Linked DNA regions of Mus musculus: region 2 is linked to region 1. The links are chromatin contacts, called in public Micro-C maps. All regions are on one chromosome and are shown on one strand. Each heading gives the region's core, a stretch centred on a gene start, on an enhancer-like site or on the middle of the called end of the contact. The rest is flanking DNA. Distances are from core to core; before and after follow the strand shown. Region 1 overlaps Dlc1 (deleted in liver cancer 1). Region 2 overlaps Dlc1 (deleted in liver cancer 1).

Region 1 (7,456 bases), core at 2,147-4,646:
TTTCACCCATTTGAAAAAATCTTCATTCATATCTTTGCCTTAGGATCTTTTGTTTTATATAAACACATACTCGAGGCAACATTTAAAAAGACCAAATCCATGAGCTGGAGAAAACGCCAGGTTGTTGATCGATTCCACAGGAGCAGTGGAATCAAACTGAAGTCGTGCTTGGCCCCTAACCTCCCTTGCCACTAGAGAGTTTTCATCACCTTTCAAGCCAGGACTGTGAGTGTTCTTGCAGAAGCCAAGACAGGCAGCACTTACGTCATGACTTGCTTAGAAAATATGCTTTCGTGGCTGAAAATATTCAAAATATGTGTGTTATGAAGGTAAATAGCAAACGGCATATGCAGGGGTTTAAAATCTGAATGGTTTCTGAAGGAAGGGACTATCCATGCTCTTGTCCCAAAAAGGTCATCAGCTTTTCTGCCCAGTTGCCATGAGGAGAGCTTTCTTCTGGTTTCAGAGGAAATATGAGGTGCAGAAGAAACTGAAGAGAGTAAGGGGTAATAGTGAAGACCTGTAGAAACACAGGGGTCCTTGGTCTAACCACAGAGGCTCCTGTCCATTGGAGAAATCATGAGCATCAGGTTATAGTTCACTTGGAAGATGCCCTTGATAAGCGAATGGTCCCCAGACCTTCCAGAAAATGGCCAATAGATCAGCAGTGGTGGGCAAGAGAGAGGTGCATGCTGGGATGAGAAAAGTCAGAGGATTGTAACCACATAAAGGGTTCACTTTTCTTTTTATTTGACATTGTCCTGGTATGCTTTCTGCATCCAGGCTCCCCACATCTAAAGTTGAAACATAAAATATTATCTAATATTTGCATTATTTTTTTACATAAGGAAATAAAAATACTATGGCTGAAGTTATAGTAAATAACTTAATATTTAATTTTAAAATTTAATTACAAAACTTAATGCAGTACATAACTTAAATAACACATGTTTCATCCTAACTCCCTTGTCCAAGAAACCATCTCATGACTTGATATTTCCCTATCCAGTCCATATCTGTATGGTGTACACATGTGAATGAAGAGATAGCTCTAACCTGTAATACCTATATAAGTAGTATATGTTTTCTAAAGCTGAATATCCATACTATTCCAAAACTATTCTTCATTCTTATGTTATTTCCTTTCCGTTCTTCTTGAGGCTCAGTATCTTTTATTCGTCCGCTATTTATAATAGTCAATGAAAAGTAAAATAACTCAAATTCCTGTCTTTCAAATACAATACTCCTTGCTCACGCCCCTGTCCTGAAGCACTCACTTATCAGTTGAGAAGAGTTAGAGAACAACCTTCTAGTTGATCCGTGGGAGGCACACCTGTAACCCTAGCACTTGGAAGTCTGAGGCAGAAGCAACTCAAATTCAAGGCCAACCTGAAGCACATCGTGAAATCTGCTCCAGGGAACACAAAGAAAGTGAGAGGAAGGGAGGGAAGAAGAGAGAGAAGATCGAGGGAGGAAAGGGGGAGAAAGGAGAGAAGGGAGGGATGAAGCTTTTAGTTTAGTCTGAAACTTGTTTCCAATTGACTTCAACCTATTGGTCAGAAGCTATTCTTTAAGCTACACTAGCAAAACCAAATTCCTTCACAGAAGAACTTCATCCACACACACACACACACACACACACAAAAAAAAAAAAACTATGATGATGATGATGATGATGACAACAGTGATGATAAATGCTCTTGAAATATTTTTTCTATGAATTAGACACCCTCAGTTCCATCCGCCGAGGTTCACATACTATAGATGTAGGCAGCAAAGAGTGGCACTCACAGCCGCTTTAGTCTAAGCGGTCACCACTGACACGAGCTGTTCACTTGTCTGTATGCAGGCTTGATATCGACCCGTGCATCGGCAGCTGCCTGTAAGAACACGTCTGGTTGAGAAACTCGGCAGCTTTTGATGTCACCACAGAACGATTGTCATCTGCAGTTGCTGATAAAGTGCATCCATCAACCCCGACAGATAGCTCAGGGAACCTGCCCAGCACTGACGCTACACAGACAATGCAGTATATACATGGGACTAAAACACAAAGATTTGGGGCTTACCACTAACTTCCCCCCACCCCACGTGATAGTGTGTTGTGGTATCAACTTTGGCCCAGTTAATGAGCAACAGCCGTAGCAAATCAGAGACCCATGCTCAGTCAATGGGATGCAGGTTGATTCTCCTAGGTTTACAGTCTTATCCATGCTCAGAGAATAAGTTCAGGCCACCAATACTACTTCTCACCAACCCTGAAGGAGTTAAAAATTATTTCAATGTTTTCTTTGAAATCACCAGAATGAAGGAAGACCTCTCTCCTCATTGCCAGAGGCACTGCTTCTGCCTGTGGCCACGTTCCCAATCAGGTGTGTTGCCTGAGACTCAAAACACCATTTGCAGATCCGTCTGGAACACATCCAACCCCGAGGTACACGGCTCACTAGGGGCTGCTGCAGCTTTTACTTCCAGACAGTCTGATGCCATCAGGAAAAGCATTTCTTATCCCCCCCCCCAAAAATGCGGAGTATGATTTTCATATAATGGTCCGAGGAGCTCAGTAACGATGTATGCAGAGGGCACACAGTGATTCATAGCTACCCACTCAGCTCCCATGGACGTTTCTGAAGTTGACGCTAAATCATTCCAAGCCATTATTGGCATCAGAGTCTTGGAAGCTGTTCTGATTGCAAAAGCAGCCTTGCTTTCCTGAGAAGAATACTGGATCCTCCTCATCCTGGAGATCCTGGTTTGGTGGAAGAATGGGACATTTGAGAAATATCTTGAATACAGGTATAGTTGCTCAGTAGGGACCTAAAGCTTCATTTCTCAATGCAGACTTTTATGAGCCAAGTTTATTCTTACTTGGTTTTTCTCTGTCATAAATCTCTAGTGCAATATTATCTTTAGTGCATATTTAAGCCTCCACTGGAAATCCTGGTGAGTCCATGACGTGGTAGCACTTGCCTTTAATCCTAGCTCTCAGGAGGCAGATGCAAAGCCAGTCTGGCCTACTTAGCATGTTCCAGGCCTACCAGGACCACGTGTATGTATAGATATATGTATAATGTACATGTATATATGTGTGTGTATACATATATGTATTATGCGTGTATATGTGTGTGTGTGTATATATATATCATATGTCATGTATATCATATGTCATAATGCTGTCTAATTTTATAAATCTTTGTATCAATCACACATTTGGATTTTTAAGGGTGTTAAATAGTCCCTTAAAAATGGCCAAACTGGATACTCATTTCCTTCAGTGACTCACTTGAAATGAATTGTTGGTTGAGATCCAGTGAGTACTGGCAGGTCTCCACCTCCCAGGGAGCACCATAGTAATTACAGCTTGCTGGCATTCTTCTCAATGGTTTCCGAAGGGGTACCAGGACTTGAGCACTCAAAGAGATTGAATCATCCTCTACCCTTGAATGTGCTCACTTCCTTTCGTTCTGGCCAAAGGGTTTTGGAAGATATTCTTGTGAACTTCCGTTGCTGGCGTAAGCAGTAGGAAAACAGAAGGTAATAACCAGGATTGGGTTGCCACAACAGAAGAAGAGATAAGTGAATTAGTGGGAAGAGGTGGGAGGCAGTGGGGGATTTCAGCTCTAACGCTGAACTAGCCTCCACTCTGACATACCTTTTATGTGTTCAATGCTGGTATTGTAATAGCCTGTCAGTAAGTATAGTGGATTCCATTATCTTTTAACATCAAAACTAGCATATAAAAAGACTTCAAAAAAATTAAATGGAGTCTCCATCCCCCTACCTCAAAAAATACTGTTCAAGGAATTTTTCTAACATCTGACTTTGACCTAAGATACCATCCTGATGGTCTCCTGAAGACTTAGCCAATAAGGAAGAAGCTGTAGGATCAAGATCCAAAGTAACACTACAGGAGGATAATAGCATGCGTAGCCACGAGGAAATGTGGCTGCCCTTCGCAAAATGAATGGCAGCCAATAGGTTGTTAGTGCACTCTGAGCATGGGAGGTTTCACCACAAGGAAGGCTAGGATAGGTCGGATTGGAACAGCTGGAGAAGTCATGATCAAAGGCATGAAGCATGAAAGAAGAGAGTCTCTCCCCTAACATCCACATCAATCACCCACCCCTTTAAGGAGTTTATCTCCGAATAAATAAATATCTCTGACTGTGCAGGTGGGGGTAGGACTTCAACATATGAATTTGGACATTTCACCCATGATGAACCTTAACATGCACAGACCCTAAAATAAGCTAGACTCTGGACAGTACCTGGACTGTGCTATACCAAGTAAAGAGGGGAGGTTTGGTTGGAATCAAGAAACATGTCTGTAAGATCATGCCGGATGGTTGTCAATAGAGCTATCAGAAGAAAAAGAGTGAAAGCTAATGTCTGGAAGACCGTTATCATTTCTTTTCTTATTCTAAGTCACTCTCCTATCCAATGCTGTGTTCCTAATTGTGTTGTCTTCCTTGGGTGTGTTGGTATAGAATGTATATATGCACATGCCACGTGTATAAGCATACATGAATGTTTGCAAGTGTGTGTGGAAGGCCAGAGGTCAACCCCATTGGTCATTCCATAGACATCATCTTGTACATCATTTTGAGACTGGTCCCTGGAGCTAGTCAATTAAGCTAAGCTGCCTTGCTAGTGAGCTCCAGGATTCTACCCAGCCCTACCTTGCAGCAAAGGTCAAACACAGATCCTTTTGCCTTGCATAACCAGCTCTTTAGCAACTAAGCCATCTCCTCATTCCTGGGTAGCCTTAAAGAGGGCATTTTCCAAAACTGCATAGCATCTACTTTCCCAAACCTAGTTCTATCCTAAATAGAAGTAGTCAACGAATAACACAGCTGACTCCCCTGTGGTGCAGTGGTCCCCCATTATCTGAAGTTTCACTCGCTAAGGTTTTAGTCATTCATAGACAATTGCATTTTGAAAGTATTAAATGGAGCTATCGAAAAGCAAGCATTAATCACTTTATGTTGCATGCCTTTCTTGATAGAGAGATAAAAAAAAAATCTCTCAGTGAGGCTCTGTTCTTCTGGGATCCATATTGTATATGCTACCGGCTCATGAGTTACTTAGGAACTATCTGGATTATCAGTCACTGTCAAGGTTTCACAGTGTTTATGTTTTAATGATTCTTAGCTTACTTAATAGTTGTCACCTTAGTGTCAGAGTTGTGATTCTCGTAGTTGTATTATATTTGCATATTATATGTAAATGTTCTATTTTACATTTAGTTGTTGTTGTTAATCTCTTTCTGTGCCCAAATTATGAGTTAAACTTTATTGTAATTATACATGTATGGAGGACAAAATACATATGAACTATGTATGGTTTCATACTGTCTGTGTATCTGTGATTCTAGCTCTTAGAGCCTACTCTTTAGTAGACAACAGGAAGAGAACCATAAGGAATTTTAAGAAGTCAGAGTAGACCTAACTCAAAGTCACGGGCTTTTACTTTCTTTTTTTATTTTTTTAAGACAGGGTCTTTCTATATAGTGCTGGCAGACTTGTAACTCACTGTGTAGACCAGGCTGGCCTTGAACTCACAGAGGTTTGCTGGCTTCTGTCTCCCGAGTGCTAAGATTCAAAGCATAAGTCATAGATGTTTAAAGGCTAAGAGGACAACAGGAGTTACTACTGCCAGACCCATTATTTTATACACACAGAAAGGGATGCTCTGGGGGTGCAACTTAGCCAAGAACACATGTAGCCCAGACATGAGCAAGGACTAGACCCTAGACTTGGAGCTCTGTTCTGTGGTTTTCTAAAAGAGTCTAGCTTTGCTGAGTTCAAGAATACAAAGGTGGACCCACCATTCTGACTCATCCTCTTGGCTCACAGCTGGAAACCTCTAGTGACCAAAGTCTCGCGGCATCTTAAAATAGCTTCTGTGGTCTACATGGCCTGGCTCATGCTTTCCTCACTCCTCCCAGTCTTTCCAGTCAGTAAGGGTCTACAGAGCAATATGTGATCCCCAGTTCATCTCTGTCTTCCTGAAAATCATGTGTCTACAAAGAGGCTATGGGAATTCCACTTCCTCTCTTCCTGCCAGTCATCGGTTAACTTCCTTGCTTACCGCAGCTTGCTTAAGCAGAACCAACCACATCTATTTTTCCACTTTATCATCTCCTATTGCCGTGTCTATATCACCTCCTCCCAACCTTCCCCCATGCACGGGCTGTTGTCTGGGGCTGTCCTAACCATTGTTGGATTCCTAACCCTCTGCCTAACCAGGAAGTGGAGTAAATTATTGGGGAGAAGAGATCTGGTCTCCTGAGGCTGCTCCTTCAGCTGCCCCCTGACTTGTCTGACCTTCAATTCGTGGAATTATCCTAACCGAGTCTACTTTTGCGTTCACCATACTCTCACCCTCTTCTCTTCTTCACCAGTGATCTAGATCTTTCTCTGCCCCGATTTCTCATCCTAATTCTTCTCTAAATGTAACTAAATCTCAGGTTAGCTCTCTGAGTACCCCCAGATGTATCAATCACTCCCCGCCCCCATTTATGGCTGTTGCCTCTTTCAAAGGCATTTTTTTAGATTTATTTATTTATTTTGTATATATGAGCACACCATTGTTCTCTTCACACACACCAGAAAAGGGCATCAGATTCCATTATAGATGGTTGTGAGCCACCATGTGGTTGCTGGGAATTGAACTCAGGACCTCTGGAAGAGCAGTTGCTGCTTTTAAGCGCTGAGCCATCTTACCAGCTCCCTCAAAGGCAATTTCTTTTAAATGGCTGGTTCTATAGATGTAACTTACTGTGTTACTTAGCACTGTGAGTCCATTCTTGGCTCTAAATGGTGATCACATGGTCCACCAAGGATAGAAGTCTTTCCTCTAACAAAGTCCATTCTCCGAATTTTACCAAAGAGGCAAGAGAGAAAGAATCCCTCAGCAGCAACTGGGACTAGGAGGTATCACAGGAGCAGGCCCCCACTCCCTGCTTACACCAATGTGCAGCATTTGCATATAGTCCAACTCATCAGGTAGCCATAAACACATAGAGCCATGGTGCACCTGAAGTGTGGCCAACCTGAATGGGTTAAGGTTACACCCCAGACAGAGGCTTCCTGGGATGCCAAGAATGCCAAACATGATGTGAATCTTGATGTTGCTTACCTACTGAAATAGCATCTGAAATATACTGGTCCTGTATCTCCTACTAAAATCTAGTGTTGGAATTGATCCTATCTATTTTTTCTTGGATTTTGGAAAGTGGTACTAGAAAATATAAAGTTAAGAAGGTAGTGTCACTATGTTTGTATTGAGGGCACTGCGGCAACCTCTCCCAGATGTCTGTCTCAGGCCAAGTGCCATTTCCCACCGCATGCAAGCCTAGAGCTTTGTTATGGGAACACAGAGGAGGAGTCCTGTCTTCTACCGATGCTAATTACATTCCTCATTCAGATATGAATGTGTCTTTACTTGCTATAGC
Region 2 (7,456 bases), core at 3,332-5,831, 85 kb before region 1:
CCCAAATTTCTATGACTAGATAATTATGGCCAATCTGTCTCTGAGAGTTCTGATGCTTATCTCTCTCTGAGACTTTACATCATTTCCTATTTCTAATATACGTGTTTTCAAACTAAGTATATACCATAATGAGTATGCTTTGGGTCTCAGAATGTGTCATAACCAGCCACTATAAAGAACTAGTCTCTATTTTCCTATTTATCTATTCTTATAAAATCTAGCAACATCTGAGAATATAGTGAATGCTTGATAAAATCATGAGTTTTCACAAAGATATTGTCTTTTATGTGACAAAAAATCATATTTCTGAATCAAAATTATGTTTTAGCACACTGAATATCTTTCCATTTCATCTTCTTTCAGTACCATTTATCCAAGTCAGCAGCACCATACCTGTTTATAAGATATGGGAGTTTCTTTGTCCTCTTCAGCAAGTAGATGTTTTCTGTCTTTTAAAACCAATTTACTTGTATCCCAGGAAACTGCTGTGTTTTAAATCTGCATTGTAATTTCATTACAGTGCCACTGCTCCCAGTAATTTTACATCTTCAGTACACTATACACTCATGTTTCCTCATTAAAATTAAATATCTAGATACTAATCAATAATACCTAGCACTGTAAGCTCACAAGATGGAGGAATATAAACAATAGATGTGTTTATCTAATGCTTGAAGCCAACACTGTACTGAGCACAGAGACCCCAATGGACAAGTTAGGGGAAGGACTGAAAGAGCCAAAGGGGCCTTACCTGACATCAATGGGAAGGGAGGCCCTTGGTCCTATGAAGGCTCGATGCCCCAGTATAGAGGAATGCTAGGGCAGTGGGGCAGAAGTGGGTGGGTGGGTGGGGAGAACATCCTCTTAGAAGCAGGGTAAGAGGGGTTGTGATAGAGGGGTTACAGAGGGAAAACCAGGAGAGGAGATAGCATTTGAAATGTAAATAAATAAAATATCCAATTAAAGAAAGAAAAATGTGTTTATCTAAGGAAATTATGAGCCAAAAATATGAGCGTGATACCTAGTACAGACTTTTAAGTAAAAAAAAACTTTGATAGAAAAACTCTGAATTTTTTTAGACATATTCTATGCAATTTGTCCTTAATGAAAGAATATACTTACACAGGAGCATTTCTGTAATGTTTTCTTCTACAACCCTACTATTTTCTCAATATCTATCTGCCTGTCTGTCTATCTATCTATCTCTTTTAGTTAAGTCAGGATTTCAACACCTAGGTTTTCTAAAACAGGATCTTTCGTCCTCGGAAAGATGTACTATGACAAATATGAGCCACCACCAACTACGATTGTGGGAAGGTGTGTCTGTAGTGTGTGTGTGTGGTGTGTGTGTGTGTGTGTGTGTGTGTGTGTGTGTGTGTGTGTGTGTGTGTGTGGTCATATGTGTGCAAACATGTAAAATTCATTGTCCTATTCAGATACTCTCAACTCTTTTGGGGGGAGGGGGAAGACAGTGTCTGTCTCTCATTTTTTGCTAAACTGGCTAACCTAGGATCAGTCCGTCTCCACATGGCCTGGCTACCACCAGCACTGGGATCATAGACATGTGATACCAGACCCAGCTTTTGTGTGAATGCTGGGTAATCAGACTCAGAGCTTCGTGTTTGCCTGGCAAGCACTTCACCAGTGATGCCATCTCCCTACCATGGCTTGGATTTTCTTTTTGTTACTATTTCTTCCTGAGGCCCCCTTCCAGTTGTGGAGAAAGATGATTGCTCAGGTACCCCAACAGATATAAGTTTTTTTTTCTTATTTTGGGACTTTAGTGGATCAAGGAGTCAATATAACATTGCAATAAACCTCCCATTGTTTTATAATATTGTGGTGCACCAAGTTTAGGCCCTTTAAAAAGTAGAGGTGGCTGAGGCTGGGGATGTAGCCATGTTGGTACTATACATGCCTGCCTAGCATGCAAAAAGGTCCAAGGATCACACATGGGAATCTTTGTAGTCCCACAAGTCGGTTAGCCCAGCAACACTCAGGAGCGGGAGGCAGGACACCCGGAAATTCAAGGTCATCCGTGACTACACGGTGAATACAGGGCAAGCGGTGGCTATGTGAAACCTTGTCTCATAAATAAATAGATAGGGAGAAGGTGGTCATCTCCATGTGACTTTGTGGACCCGATTCTGAGACGGGACTTACCATTCTGCAACTAATATCAAGCCGTTTCCCTAGAAGGCCCACGGCAACAAAAAAATTAAACACATCCCCAATCTCACTGGCATGCGCACATGCAAGGGATACAGACCAAAGAGTCCGGATAGACACATCAAAGTGTCCTTGTAAACGGAGATGTATAGACAACAGTCTGCGCACCGCCAGGCCTGAGGAAGGCATTCCAGTCTAGAACAGACTCCGGCTCTCTGAGACGCGTCTCAGATTCAGATTACAGAACGACAAACATTTCCCTGCAGGAAAAGACATATGAAATTTCAGCAAAGTAGGTTTAGTTCGATTACAGGCAAAAGTGAGCAAGAAACGCTTCTTGTATTCGTTCCTCCTAGAATCCGAGCAGGCCACGCTGGTGCGCTGATCCATAGACAGAGCAGCACATCTGGAAACTCTTTGCTCCATCTGTGCTGGGGTTTCAGCCCCGTGCTCGTTCTTCACCATTTCCCATGACTTCAGCTACTTCGCTATTTTCTTTAGTGAAACTATTTAACCCCTGGAGTTTCAGAGGCTGTTTTGTTGTGTTGTTTTAAAGAGGGGGGCCTGCAGGAGACTTCCTCATACTAGTTTTGGGGGTTGTTGTTGTTACTGTTGTTGTTGTTGTTTAGGTTTTTGTTGGTTTTTTTTTTTTTTTGCTTTGTTTTGGGGAGTTTGTTGTTACTGTTGTTGTTGTTGTTGTTTTATGATGTACCGTAATTTAACTTTTTTTTTCATATTTCTTTCAGTATCTGTGCCTACATAAAGGATATAACTGTCAATAAGCGTAAATTTCTGACTAACCCTATGGATACTATTTTAGAATTCCCTTGGTATTTGTTTTAATTGGTTCATTATTCATGTTTAATCTTCGGATCCAAAAGTTTTGATTTTATTTATTTCGTGCATTATTAAATGTCGCAAAGCATGTAAAATAAGGTTGGATACTGCTTTCATAGTACTTACTGTCATCCTGTGTAATTAAGAAAATGGTTGCTATTCCTAAGCCTTAAGTCAGTTACACCAGCGTTGGTCTTTGGGTTGTCAGTTCCTCTTTGGCTTTATTCCGTCTTCAGAGATCTTATCTCATTGAAGATGTGACCCTCCCCAAAGGGTTCTTATTAACACTGAGGGGTGAGAATCGTTGGCTGCTGGCCCCATTTTCCTCCATGGACACACAATTTTAATTCTTGCTTAGAAACCATTCTTTTAAAAATTCAAACAAATTATCATGATACTCAATAGCTACTAAAAGATTTTATCTTACTACTTGTAAGCAAAACTATGTCTACTAAACCCCATATTGTACTTATAAATGTATGTAGCACACTGCACATGAAGAGTCTACAGTAGAAGTGAAAAAAGTAAGATACATATGTATTCAACAGAGAAAATGATCAAGGGTGGCTTATGTAGCGCATAGTCACCTTTATCTTTAGCTATACCTTCGTATCATCTTTAGTGAAGCGACTCATTATTCAGTCTGTGAAATTGAACACCTTTTAAGGTTTTGATAGCAAGTCCATATACAATATGGTGGGAATAGAAGGAAGGTGGATGGCACACTGCACCACCACTAACATTCAGTAAGTCAGTATATATGGGAGCCACGTTCTTGTTCTACATATAAATTTCCCTACAGCCCTGCACATACACCCTCTCTTCCTTCAGAGCTCAACTCTTTCCATCATGAAGCAGCCCAGAGAATATTATTACCAAGCACCAATGCAATAGGAATCCTGGGCTTTGTAAGACGATGAAGTGGGTGTTCGACCCTGGGTAATATTAGAGAGCATGATAGGAAAAGGACTGAATGCGTCAGAGTAAAAGAAAGAGTGGAGAGACCAAAGATACCCAGACACGGGTGGGAAAACCGCACTAGGAGCGGCATCTTTACAATCTAGTCACGATAGAAACAGCCGAGTGACACAGAGTAAACATTCCGTAAATCCAAACATGCTCTGTGTTCTTTAGAGAGGCCACAGGCTTCAGTTTCCTCCTGATGGAAGCGATGTACCCCAGTTTGATCTAAGTGCAGCCAACATTAGCCCTCCGTTCTCTTGAGCTCCCACTTCCTCTGCCTTGCACTTGAATGATGTGATAAGGGGAAACGTACTGGGCGCAAGTGATGTTGGTATGCGCTGCTTTCCTGCTTTGCTTGTTTAGTTGTCTCAGGATTTCCTCTCTCTAGGTCTTGAGAGCACGTCCTTTCGGTGTGAAGGCAGCCTGCCGAGCAAGATAAGTGCTGAGCACTGGGCTGTAAAATTCTCAAGATACCCTGGGCATTTTAGCCAAGGGAGCCGTCACATAAGCCGGAGTTGTCCAAGGAAGCTGGAGCCCGTACAGGGATGGGCGCCTTGAAACTGGAAAGGAAGATCTGAGACATTGCTAGGCTAAGGAAGTGTTGGCAAGGTCAGGACTGCAGGGGTGCTTATGGCTTGATGATGCAATCATGCTGCCTGCCAGCTAGAGCCCAGAGCCTGTGTTCAGAGAGGAAAAGAGAGAGAAATAGGATAATTTCAAGCTCCAACTGGCCTTGGACAGTTATAACTTTACCAAGAACACTAAATCTTATAATCAGAGGTATTACCCCAGCTGCAAGATCTAGATATCCCTATTCTTGTATGCAACAGTAAAAAAGAAAAATTAAAAATCAGGAACTGTTTGTTTTAAATGATATGTTACCATACCAGGAACCATTTGATAATAATCATTATGATCAATATCACTTTTAATAAAGGAATATATATATGCATACACATATATACATATATATATATATATTTGTGAACTTTATATACATATGGACTATATATATATATATGACTTTATAGAGAGAGATGGAGTTTATATATATATATGTGTATATATATATATGTATATGTGTGTATATATATGTATATATATATGGGCTACATATATATGGACTTTGTGTGTGTCTGTGTGTGTGTGTCTGTGTGTGTGTCTCTCTGTGTATGTGTGTCTCTGTGTGTGTGTGTCTCTGTGTGTGTGTGGGGGGGGGGGATACATATATCAATTAATGACTGAACAGAGTTGAACATTTCCCAGTTATGTTTTGTTTTGAGTGACAGGTTTTGTTACATTTGACTTCTATGTTCTTATAACTCAATCGTTTCTTCGATAACAAATAACAAATGACATCAGTAGGATAAAGAGAAGACAGCATGAATTTGGAGAACTAAAGACCTAAAGCTGCTCCTTAAGAACTCTAACTTTTCCAACTGATTTCAGAGCGAATCACCCTTTCACTAAATGCTAGCAACAGCACAGCTACAGGCAAAGAGGTCTGCTTTAAATAAGGGCACTTCCCACTTCAGTGGCAAGGTTGCCACCTCACTTCCTACCGCCAGCCCTGCTGTGTTTTTCTTTTTTTTTTAATATTTTAGCTTCCAGGGTTCTTGCATCATTGACAACCTCATCTTCAGGCCAGATGTGAACTGCTCGCTCGCTCACTCGCTCGCTCGCTCACTCGTTCAGCATGAAATTCCAGAGGCAAAACCACTTCCGTTTCCTTGAGAGCTTGTTTTTCCTTTCTCTACTTGAAATGCTGATGGCACTTACCAATGAAGCACTGCTGTGTAAATAATTAAAAGAAAAAAAATGAGCCAATAGTGTTCCTGTAATCCAGAGCGTGTTAGTTGCATTTTCTGTAACACAACACTAAAACAATTGACCTACACATTTGGGCTTGCCGTTTTTGGTAGTTTTACATGAGCAGCCACTGTTTGGGGTCTGTGGTGACATGTGATATTATGGTGGGAGTGTGAACGTGGGGACAGCTGTCCCCACTGTGACCCAGGAAGTACAAAATGAATAAGGGAATAGATATCACAGTTCCTTAAAAGGACAACTGTAATGACTCAAAGCCTCCCCAGTAGGCCCCACGCTTAGACGCTCGCTCCTCTGTCTCCCAGCAGAGCCACCCTGGGAAACAATCTTAATGCAGTGGCCTCTGAGAGATAGCCAACACCCTAACTGTAGCACAGAGGCTGGTTCCCGACTTCACACAATTATGCTTGCCCTCATCACTGTCTCTTTATACCTTGTAGGTTTACTTCAGAATGAGGTTTCCCAAAGGACCTTTTTTTTTTCCACTCAGACCAGGGTTCCTGCATCATTGACAACCTCATCTTCAGGCTAAATGTCTTAGTTAGGGTTACTACTGCTATGCTGAGACACCATGAGCAAAAGCAAGTTGGAGAGAAAATGGTTTATTTGGCTTGTGCTTTCACATCATAGTCCATCAGTGAAAGGAGTCAGGACAGGAAGTCAAGGAGAGCAAGAACCTAAAGACAGGAGTTGATGCAGAGGGCATGGAGGGGTGCTGCTTATTGGATTGCTCCCTATGGCTTACTCGGGTTTTTTTTAATGGAACCCAGAACCCCAGACCAGGGGTGGCACTTCCCACAATAGGCAGGACCTTCCCCCATCAATCACTAATTAAGAAAATGCCCTACAGGTTTGCCTACAGCCAGATCTTATGGAAGTGTTTTCTCAACTTAGGTTCCGTCCTCTCAGATGACCCTAGCTTGTATGGAGTTGACATAAAACGAGCCAGCACAATTGTGGAAAGATATTAATATAAAATGAAAATTAGCGGAAAAATCCAGTGAAAATACAAGTTGCAAGTTGTTTACCATGAGCGTCAAATAAATATGGAAAGTATTGAGCAGCCTAAGGAGTTTCTCAATGACTACTCTCCTCCGCTCACATCTGACAGCTATCTAGACCCAGAGCAGCCAAGGGCCACACACCGAAGAGATTCACAGAGCAAGAAGTCCCAGCTAACTAAGCAGTTGGAGAAACAGGGGAAAAGGCTTTCTAGGACCTAGTTCCAGAGGCAAGAAAGTCATGTGGCCATCAAATTGCTTTAATGGATATCATGACTTTGTTGTTGTTTTTAACAACTATTCATGAAGGGATTCCACCCCCTCCCAAAAATGCATCTTTCCAGAGGGGCTCTTGTGAAGAGTCTTTGCTGCCCTTCACTGTCTGCAAGTCCCCTTCTGGCCAAGACATGGTCCACCTACACTGTGGGTGCTCTTACCTACGACATGGGACACACATTGTTCAAAGTATCCCAGTGACTCCCGATGCTTCCCTTCTTTTTTTTCTTTTTTTTCTTTTTTGTACTTTGTTTTCCTTTCCTATGGCTTCTTCTCCTCACCCCTTGGTATGCCATCAGAACAGTAGGAGCTCCACTTTTTCCCCCCTGTGCTTTTCTTATTTAAAATATGACATCTCTACTTAAAATGTTTAAGATTACATT

Evidence for each region. A called contact is a pair of places that touch in the nucleus more often than the background predicts.
Region 2: a contact with region 1 is called in a Micro-C map of muscle stem cells, with 4 times the contacts expected there. The contact joins two enhancer-like sites. A contact is called at or near these places in 10 of 484 Hi-C or Micro-C datasets (adipose-derived mesenchymal stem cells, embryonic fibroblasts, forebrain and 3 more), 4 of 115 datasets of contacts at active chromatin or transcription factors (embryonic fibroblasts, heart atrium, hepatocytes and 1 more) and 3 of 9 other capture datasets (adipose tissue, liver and pancreatic islet).

What each region holds. Positions count from the first base shown.
Region 1 is chr8:36,656,496-36,663,951 of GRCm38.p6, reverse strand. All of the region lies in intron 5 of Dlc1 (deleted in liver cancer 1), which reads left to right. Among named protein-coding and RNA genes, the nearest start is that of Trmt9b, 200 kb to the right of the region's middle. Within about 2 kb of position 3,396, at least 53 of the 459 cell types and tissues checked have an H3K27ac peak or open chromatin away from gene starts, as enhancers often do. A contact at or near this core is called in adipose tissue, embryonic fibroblasts, heart atrium and 2 more, where this site is marked.
Region 2 is chr8:36,743,131-36,750,586 of GRCm38.p6, reverse strand. All of the region lies in intron 5 of Dlc1 (deleted in liver cancer 1), which reads left to right. Among named protein-coding and RNA genes, the nearest start is that of Dlc1, 210 kb to the left of the region's middle. Within about 2 kb of position 4,581, at least 60 of the 459 cell types and tissues checked have an H3K27ac peak or open chromatin away from gene starts, as enhancers often do. A contact at or near this core is called in adipose tissue, embryonic fibroblasts, heart atrium and 2 more, where this site is marked.